Linked DNA regions of Rattus norvegicus: region 2 is linked to region 1. Evidence: chromatin contacts called from public Hi-C data. All regions are on one chromosome and are shown on one strand. The core of a region is the stretch at or near the end of the contact, and the rest is flanking DNA. Distances in the headings are between cores, read along the strand shown. Region 1 has its middle 940 kb from the start of Nr2f2. Region 2 overlaps LOC134485135 (a long non-coding RNA gene).

Evidence for each region. A called contact is a pair of places that touch in the nucleus more often than the background predicts.
Region 2: a contact with region 1 is called in a Hi-C map of Schwann cells, with 2.7 times the contacts expected there. The contact joins two enhancer-like sites. A contact is called at or near these places in 2 of 12 Hi-C or Micro-C datasets (the A7r5 cell line and Schwann cells).

The regions. Positions count from the first base shown.
Region 1 is chr1:134,366,750-134,370,913 of GRCr8, forward strand. No RefSeq gene overlaps it. Among named protein-coding and RNA genes, the nearest start is that of Nr2f2, 940 kb to the left of the region's middle. Within about 2 kb of position 1,907, at least 4 of the 93 cell types and tissues checked have an H3K27ac peak or open chromatin away from gene starts, as enhancers often do. A contact at or near this core is called in Schwann cells, where this site is marked.
Region 2 is chr1:134,517,088-134,521,531 of GRCr8, forward strand. It overlaps LOC134485135 (a long non-coding RNA gene), which reads right to left. Exons shown (of 2, transcript XR_010063064.1): 2 at 4,283-4,444. Among named protein-coding and RNA genes, the nearest start is that of Mctp2, 890 kb to the right of the region's middle. Within about 2 kb of position 3,049, at least 8 of the 93 cell types and tissues checked have an H3K27ac peak or open chromatin away from gene starts, as enhancers often do. A contact at or near this core is called in Schwann cells, where this site is marked.

The DNA of each region.
Region 1 (4,164 bases), core at 657-3,156:
ATGCCTTTCTTCTTCCTTTCTCTCCAGTGTCCTTTGGGACTGTCCACAATATGTCTTAGGCAGCGCAACTCTGTTTTTTGAGCCTTACTGGAAATAGGCTCAGGGCTGACGGGATCTGACCTATTGGTGGGTGGAGGGGAATGACGGGTCAATGTTGCATTTGACCCTTTGTTCTGCAGACTTACTTCATAGCTGAGCAGTCAAATTTTGATTTAAACTTCCTTTTTTCTAGGCCTCAGATCTGTCCCTTACCTTGGAGCATGTCCTCTTTGCTGATCTCATACATTTTTATTTTATTTGATACTTGATGTTATGCTTGGATTATAGGGCTTCCATTCGGTAAAGGTTCTGTAACAAATTGTTCTTTTGTACGATTGCCAAATAACTCAGACTAAAAACATATTGGGGGGAAGTCCAGATAAAATAATCGAAATGAAGGCAAAATTAGGGGCCTGCTAATAAAAATCAAAATTTTCTTGACACTTTTAGTCAATGCAAAAATAATTGTGGGAATATAAAAGGATTTTTATGGTCAATTATTCCTGTCTTAGTAAGTATCTATAATCATAACCCCCTCAGAATAGGCAATAATCTTTACGGAGAGAAGTGGGACTTCCCACAGAACTATAAAGAAAGTAAAATATTATCACATGCATGCATAAAATATATTAATATTGAAATGTGCTGGCTATATGGTCTGGTGGGTAGACACCTCTCTTTTTTCCCCTACTCAGAAAAAAAGAATCACCTAGGTGAATTTATTGGGCTGCTGACATGCAATTGATCTGTATTATTCTTAGCTGGCTAGAGTCTATGTATCTAAATGCCTCAGATAATAGGTATTACAGTATTAGGTAAGAGCCTCCATGCAGTCTCGAGCAATATCAAAAAGGTAGAACGTGTAGAGTAAGGGAGATTAAGATGACACCAGAGAGCGTTGAATGAGGTGTCATTTTGCATTTAGAGAGACAACTAGGAAAGTTAAGACAGAAGGGAAAAATGCCCCTTTCACGCCAGCTGCCCTTAAAGGTTTACAAATGATCTGTTAACAGAAATGAGTTTCTCTTGGGCTTCAGGCACCATTTATTATGCTGGGAGAGAGACAAAAAGGAGAAAGGAAAAAATGGCAAATTATGCTTATTTGAAGGCAAAATGCTTCCCATCAGCAGCATGATGAAAATATAGCCAAGGTGTCAGCCAGATGTTGACATGTTAATATTTTTCATGAGGTCTTTCACAAGGGAATGAGTATGGGGGGAAAAGAAGAACTTTTTGGGTGTTCTTTCGAATACGGATTGAAATGCATTGTTAGGCACCATGCCTAGCCTGGGAAATCACCAATCCGCTTTGATGATGGAGAGGAAGAGGAAGTGTGTCCTAAATAGGGGGCTTGAACCTCGATTCCCTGGCTGCCTCCCAGACGTCTTCAGCTACGAATGGGCTCATCTGATCTCTCCCAGTCAATTTCATCCTGGAAAGTGGCCAGTGGGCCTAGTTCATGACCCAGTGATGTCATTATAATTCATTCTCCCTCACCACAAAGACTTCGGAACTTTCCAATTTACAATGGGCCTTTTTAATAAAGAAGGGTGTCATGTACAGAATTTTAAAGGGTTTCAAATGATTTATCTTTTCTTTCTGTTACAGCCTCAGAAAGGCTTATCTTATTTGTAAGAGGACTGGGCTATCAAAACCATTTAAAGAGTTTATATCTTTGTTAGAGAGCATGGTATATTTTATAGGTTAAAAGAGGGTAACTAAAGGGTAAGAGAACACTGTGTCCCAACAAAAAATTGTATTCATAAATAAGGGAAGGGAATCTGAAGTGTAGCAGGACTTATTCAATGTGTCATCCTGAATGCTCACACAGGAATTCTGAGCAGGAAAATGATGTGCTTAGCAATGCCGTTTGTGTTTTCAATCTGGTAATTTACAAGATGAGGGAGGAGCCCATGGACTGATGGAGTCATATATGATGGAGTCCTTCAGAGCAAGGGCTCTGTCACCTGTGTGCTCAGTCCTTTCAACACCTCTTGTAGACCGAAATCTTCATTGATGAAGATCGTACATCACTTGAGTTCAACATTGGCCAGTAAGGGCCAGGCCCTGACCTCACCTCCCTGAATTGGGTTAGACCTCCATACTAAAATGAGCTTAGCTGAGATGATTTTGCTGATCCTGGGCATAGATCTTGGAGGCTCTGGATAGTACAAGCTGAGCAGATGATCAATGCATTTGTGGCCAGCCTGTAATTTAACTTACTTTGTCTGACAGGAGATGTGGAATAACTAAAGAGAGCCTTTACTTGTAATCTTCTTATCATCTTGTCCTGGAGTGTTTGTGAAGAGTGGGACCTTCCTGGAGGCATTTCCAGTTGAGGGTTAATGCAGAGATAGGGAGGGAGGGAGGGAGGGAGAGAGAGAGAGAGAGAGAGAGAGAGAGAGAGAGAGAGAGAGAGTGCTTACCCTTTTGTTTATCTGGCTGTGTGACCTGATAAAGCCTTCTCTGGACACCTTGCAAGCTCTGGCCTCTCACAACCAGAGTCTGCCTGTCTTGAGCCTGAGCCAAATGTCTTTCTCCTAGAAGTACATTAACAGAAATAACTTGCTGTAATTATAACATACTGGAATGAAAGTGCCTAACTTTTTCATCCTAGTTTTATCCTAAAGTGTGGAATTCCTAACCAGATTATTGGCCCATTACTAGTAAGATACCTAAGACACCGAGAATGGGTGTAATACTACTAGTGCAGCTAGGAAGATGGGAAGCCTGGGAGATGAAATGGCATAGGATGTAGGAGTGAAAGCAGAGTGGGGTGAAGGCAAAAGAAGAAAGAGGATGGCAAAGAAAACAAGGGGAAAAATAGCAAAGATGAGAAATGAAAAACTTCAAAATTCCTGGGAGGAGGAGCTATATCTTGAGTGCTAGTGAAATTCCTGAGAGAAGTTTTCAGAAAGAGGGTCCCCCAACATCTGATATAAGCAATTCCCTGGTTTTACAGAAACCTGAGTGATAACAGACAAGATATTCCCTTGGGATTATCACAGTTTATCAGAACAGCAGTAACAGTCGGGGGCGGGGGGGCAGAATCTCATTATAGCTGCTGGCATGAAGAAGTGAGGAGAGCCAGACAGCCTTACAGAAAACATTCTAGTAATGAAGATTATAGTGGTAATCATGAGATCATTGCAAAGATGAAATTTATAGCAATTGCTGCTGTTTTGTAAATGCTAACCATTGGTATGTGTCTTCTGGAAATATGTTTAGGTGTGTGTGTGTGTGTGTGTGTGTGTGTGTGTGTGTGTGTGTGTGTGTGTAGAGGTAAGTAGGTCTATATGCCCAGATCCATCTAGTCATAATTCCCTGACACACCAAACTTCAAACAAGCACAGGTGGAATGGTAAATGTCTATTGCTCATAAATTCTTTACAAAAGTGTTACTACCATTTTGATTAGAGAGCTGAGGTTCTTTCTCAAGCTCACATAGCTTACAGAACTTATACAAGGATATGTGAGCACATATGTGGCTGTCAACATCTGTTGGGGGATTGGTTTCAAGATTCATCACAGACATGAAAATACATACATGCTAAAATCCTTTAAAAAAACAGCATAGTTTCACATAAAGCTTATATTCATATCCTTTCCCACAGTTTAAGTCATCTCTACATTATTTTTAATACTTAATTTAATGTAAATACTGTATTGTTTAGAGAACAGTGAAAGGAGACTTTATATGTTCCATATTGGTGCATTTTCCCCCAAATGCTTTTAATTCAGGCCTGAATGAATCTACAGATATTAAACTCATGTACAAGGAAGGATGACTGTATTAGTTAACTTTGATCATGTTGCCCTGAATTAAAAACATGCAGTTTGCAATAAAGTCTATCATACATATAAGTAGAATTAGAATAATGGAAAAGGAGAACTATTCTGTGAAGGAAGAGAAGCCATAATTGTTAAAAAATTTTTTAACAAAAACAAGCTCTGCAAATGCTTCTCATGCTGCTTACAGAAGAGCATATCTGCTGTGGGGGCAACAGGGATACAGTTGCAAGGCAATGGATTAGATCCATGTTGATAATGGACAATAATCTGCCAGTGAAGGAAGAGATTCCAGTTGGGGTTTTATGAGATAGGATGAAATATGCTGAATAAATC
Region 2 (4,444 bases), core at 1,799-4,298, 150 kb after region 1:
CACGGACTGGCCATGGAGCCCCACCCAAGGATCTGCCTTCCAGCCCTGGTATTACAGACACAATGCGTACCACTCTTAGTTTCAAATGCTGGGGCTTGGGCTCAGAACTCAGGTCCTCATGCACAGCTTTTGCTGCTGGGCCATGTCCTCAGTCCTTGAGGGGTTTTTTTGTTTGTTTGATTTTTGGGTGTTTTTTTTGTTGTTGTTGTTTTTGTTTTGTTTTGTTTTCTCACTTCGGTTAGCCTCTCTCATTTTCAGTTTGGGAACATTTAGATAATTGAAATAAAGCCCTCTAAATGTGTGGATGCTTCCTTAAGACGCCTAAAAAGGACCCACATTAAAGACAGTCATGGATTTTATTCAAACTGCCCACATTTTACTCCATTCCGGTATTCCAGTAAACCCTCCCCCGCTCCCGCTCCTCAAAACTGTCCAGAGGAAGAATGAAAGATATTTTATTTTCTCTCGTCGATGCTGGCTGTGCTTCACTCCTACATGTCTGAGTTGTTTTCATCTTGCCAATTACTTTGCTATTTGTGAATGTGGCTACATGGCTCCCATCAAGAGCAGTGATAACTCATGTTAATTATTCAGTTTGTGTATTAACGTTTGACAAGAGGAAGAAGAACTTTTTCTTCTTTGATTCTGGTTATAAAATGAGGAGACACCAAAGAAAGCAGAAAATGTGTGCCTGTGTGAGGAGGGAGCTTGCAGACCGCCGAGTTCATGCCTTTAAAACATCGGGAGCAAATTGCTTGTAGAGCATTCGCCTTCAAAGATGTCTGTTGGACAGGAATCTGAGTCAACCTGGGTGTGTCCTGGAGCCTCTTGCCTGGCCAGTGGCTCTCACTTCTCAGGGGTATCTGCAGTGTTCTTACAATAGGATGGGAATTCCCTTTAGTCTTGATGCCTGTGCTCTTCTGTTCTATTTAAGATGAAATTCTAATTAGAAGTTCTGGTGGCCACGCAGCATTCCCATAGAAAGTTAGTAATGTACATTAAAATTGGGGCAAAACGTGCAGTACATTCTGGAAGTTCGGAGCGATCAAATGGCACGGAACAAGATATATACTTGTCTGTAATGGAATGACCTGGGCTGCAGAAAGAAACAGTGAGCTTGCCTTAGGAGTCCTGGGCAGAAAAATCAAATCGCTTGCATTTTATTCAATATCTAGAAAGCTTTGGGGTGGTTCTGGAGCAACAAGTAAATAACTTCATTTCATGCCTCAGAAGGTAGATACTTCTTTTTAATGCTGAATGGGAGATGTGGGGAGGAAGAAAGCTGTTCAAGGGAGTCATCTGCAGGGAAGAAGTTGTCACAAAACTCTGAAAAACAGAAGTAGCTACCTTTCCAAGCAGTACAACCCCTCCCATTCACATGAGGATTCATAGATGGGTCTAGGCAGAGGGGCCTTTCCGACTGAGGAGGATTAAGAAATCTGGGTCAGGTATGGGCACAACTTTGACATCATGTTGAAATCAGTGTTTCCTCTTGCCTGCTGTGCTAAGTCTCTACTCTTGGCTCTGATCTGTGGCTCAACACTAGCGTTTGCTCGTCACGGTACAAGGCCTTAAGTTGGAGCAACTCAGGGCAGCAAATAGTTGGAAAGGAATGGGAGGGCAAGGGGAAAAGGCAAAATTGGAAAGGGACAGGGGCAGGGACAAGGAGGGGCAGGGGCAAGGAGAAGCAGGGGTAGGGAGGGGCAGGGGCAGAGGTAGGGAGAAACAGCCCTCTACTGCTCTATTAGGTATAAAATGTGACTCAGTTTCTTTAACCTGGTGACCGATCCATTAATAGCCCTATAAGCTTTACCTTTTATAGATGTGTGCCTGAATTCAGAATATAGCATTGTGGTATCTGTGGAAACACAACGTGAAGACTAGGAAGAAAATGAGCCAGGTAAAGCGCTGTCTGTCCTTCCGTCTCCTGGTCCAAAAGCAAGCAAGCAAACAAACAAACAAAAAACAAACAAACAAACAAACAAAAACAGATTACCTCCATACTCAGACACAGATATCTGTAATAGCATCAGATCAAAATGTTAGCTCTGAATTTGTTTCAATGCTGCCTCTGTCTCTTGAGTGTTGGGGGGGGGGGATTGTACATGCCACCATGCCTGGCCCCTACTATTACATATTTTTAATGGGATCTTTTTCATCCCGTTTCCAGGATGAACAACTTGGATAAAGTAGTGAAATTTCAAAAGTGAAACTTTGCCCGTAATGATCTTAGCTCTTTCAGTCTGGTCCTCTTCAAGAACTACCTTATGATGTCGATCAACACATTTAATAGCTAATATCACCTGAGAATCATGATTTCTTTCTCTATGGTTTATTCAGAAATCAATTTGAAAGTTATGAGAATGTGTAATAACAGAAAGGTTGAAGGAAAGCTCTCCTAAATGAGTTCCTATGTTTAATACCCTTAGAAGGAACACTAACCCCTGCAGAGATAAGCTACTCTCTGAATGTCAGCTGCAGGCTTGCTTTCCACAGAGTTTAAGGATGCCCATGAGGGACAAATGAGGCAATGGGAATCAGATAAGTTCCTGAAACAGTCTCTGTTTTAACTCCAAAGAAAGAGTTTGACTTCTACTTCAGATCTTCACCTTGTTGCTTTAAGAGCCGCTTGCACAGCCAGACAAGAGGTTACAAAGTAACCTTGGCGTCCCTTACTTCCTTCTTTAGAGGTTCTTGACCCAGGCTCTGGGACTAGCAGAAAGACATTGGTGTTGAAGCAGATTGATCCAGAAACGGGGGTCCCTGTGGGTAGTTTCACTCTGGATTTTGGAGTCTAGAATGAGTCCCCCTGCCTTCCTCATGCCAGAGCTGCGGAGCCAGGCCCGCCACCTCCAACATGAAGGGCTATTGTAACAGTGATGTGCTAAAGCACCATAATGAAGGATGGGGACAAAGAGACCAAAGGACTGACCTCTACTAAAAATAAAATTTGGCTCCCCTTGGGAATTCCTTCATGGATTGTGCAACCGTGGACAGAATGCTTCAGGGACCAGCATATTTTCTGGATGCTCCCCCTGCCCTCCAACCCCCCTTTCCGAACAGCCTTGGTGTACTCTGCTGTCCACACAGAAGACCACAGCTGTTTTGTTTGGACAGGCTGGTCTCAAAGTTTGAGCTTGCACACAAAAGGCTTATCACCGACACCAGCCTTTCTCTGACAGCTGTTTTCTTTCCCAGCCCCAGGGCTTTGGTTAAAGGAAGAAATGGGGGGGGGGGGGGTTGCTGAAGAGAGAAACCGGGGTTATCAGTAAACTCCAATGGATACCTGCCTTCAAAACCTGAGGGAGACTCTCACACACTTTTATGCCATACCAAACGACTAGTTTGATAAACTATTCATTCTGTCCTAAAAAGATGGTGTGGAAGCAGAGTCCAAATTACTTCCTATGAAAAAGGCAAGGGATTTCAGTAAATTACAAGGGCTGCTTTGCAAGGAAAAGCATGCCTGTGATCAGGAGCTTGCGAGGTGTATCGTATCCCAGCAGCATGAGGCCGGATGGAGGGAATCAGCTCCAGGTATGTGCGCGCTGCATCTAGGAGAACTGATAAAATCAGGGTCCTGTCAGCTGTGTAAATTGAGAGGAAGAGGTGCCTTCAGCGACTTCCTTCAGGAAGGTTGGTTTTGTGCTGGTGAACTGCTCCCCCTGGTGGATCTCCGTGTTCACAGATCCGTTCTGCAGGGACCAAACGCAGGTATAGGTAAACCCTCTGGAGAAAAGTTAACTTCAGGGCGCCCTCATCAATTTCGGCAGGATTCCTCCTGTGTATCATTGAGACCTTCTTATCTTCCCACCTTGTCACCTCCCGGTGTCTGTTCTTCTTAGCAGGGTCGTGTTGATTTGACAGACATGGAAAAATCTCTTTAGGCTCTCTAATTTGTTTTATTTCCCTTTAAAAGTAAAACTGGACGTTTATTTGCAAGGAGAAAATTACCCACAGCGGGAACATTTTATTGTGCAACCACTGTTTTCCATACATCCTATCCATTTCGACTCCTCTCCCTGAGTCGGACATTTTGAAAATTCATGCCTAGGCTCCTTGTACTTCTATGTTCTGTAAGCTATATGAATTCCTGAAGACCAACTTTCTCCCATCATTATACATTTCAGCGTTGATGTAAATAATTGATGTTGTTGTTTTTATTAAGGATGTTTCCTGTGTGCCTTGCCAAGCAAGGACAGGAGGTAATGTTGACTGGGCAGGGACGATGCCTATGTCAAATATCTCACTTTTGAACCTTCTGTAAAGTCAAACTGCAGCCTCTTTTTGAGCACTTTATAAGCCAAATAAGAAGGAATTTTAAATATTTATCTAACACAACATATTTTAAATAACCTACATATGTAAATAGAGCGTTCTTAGCCTGTACATCATTGCCAGGTCGATTCTCATGTTCTGATATATAATTAATTACAGGCTTATT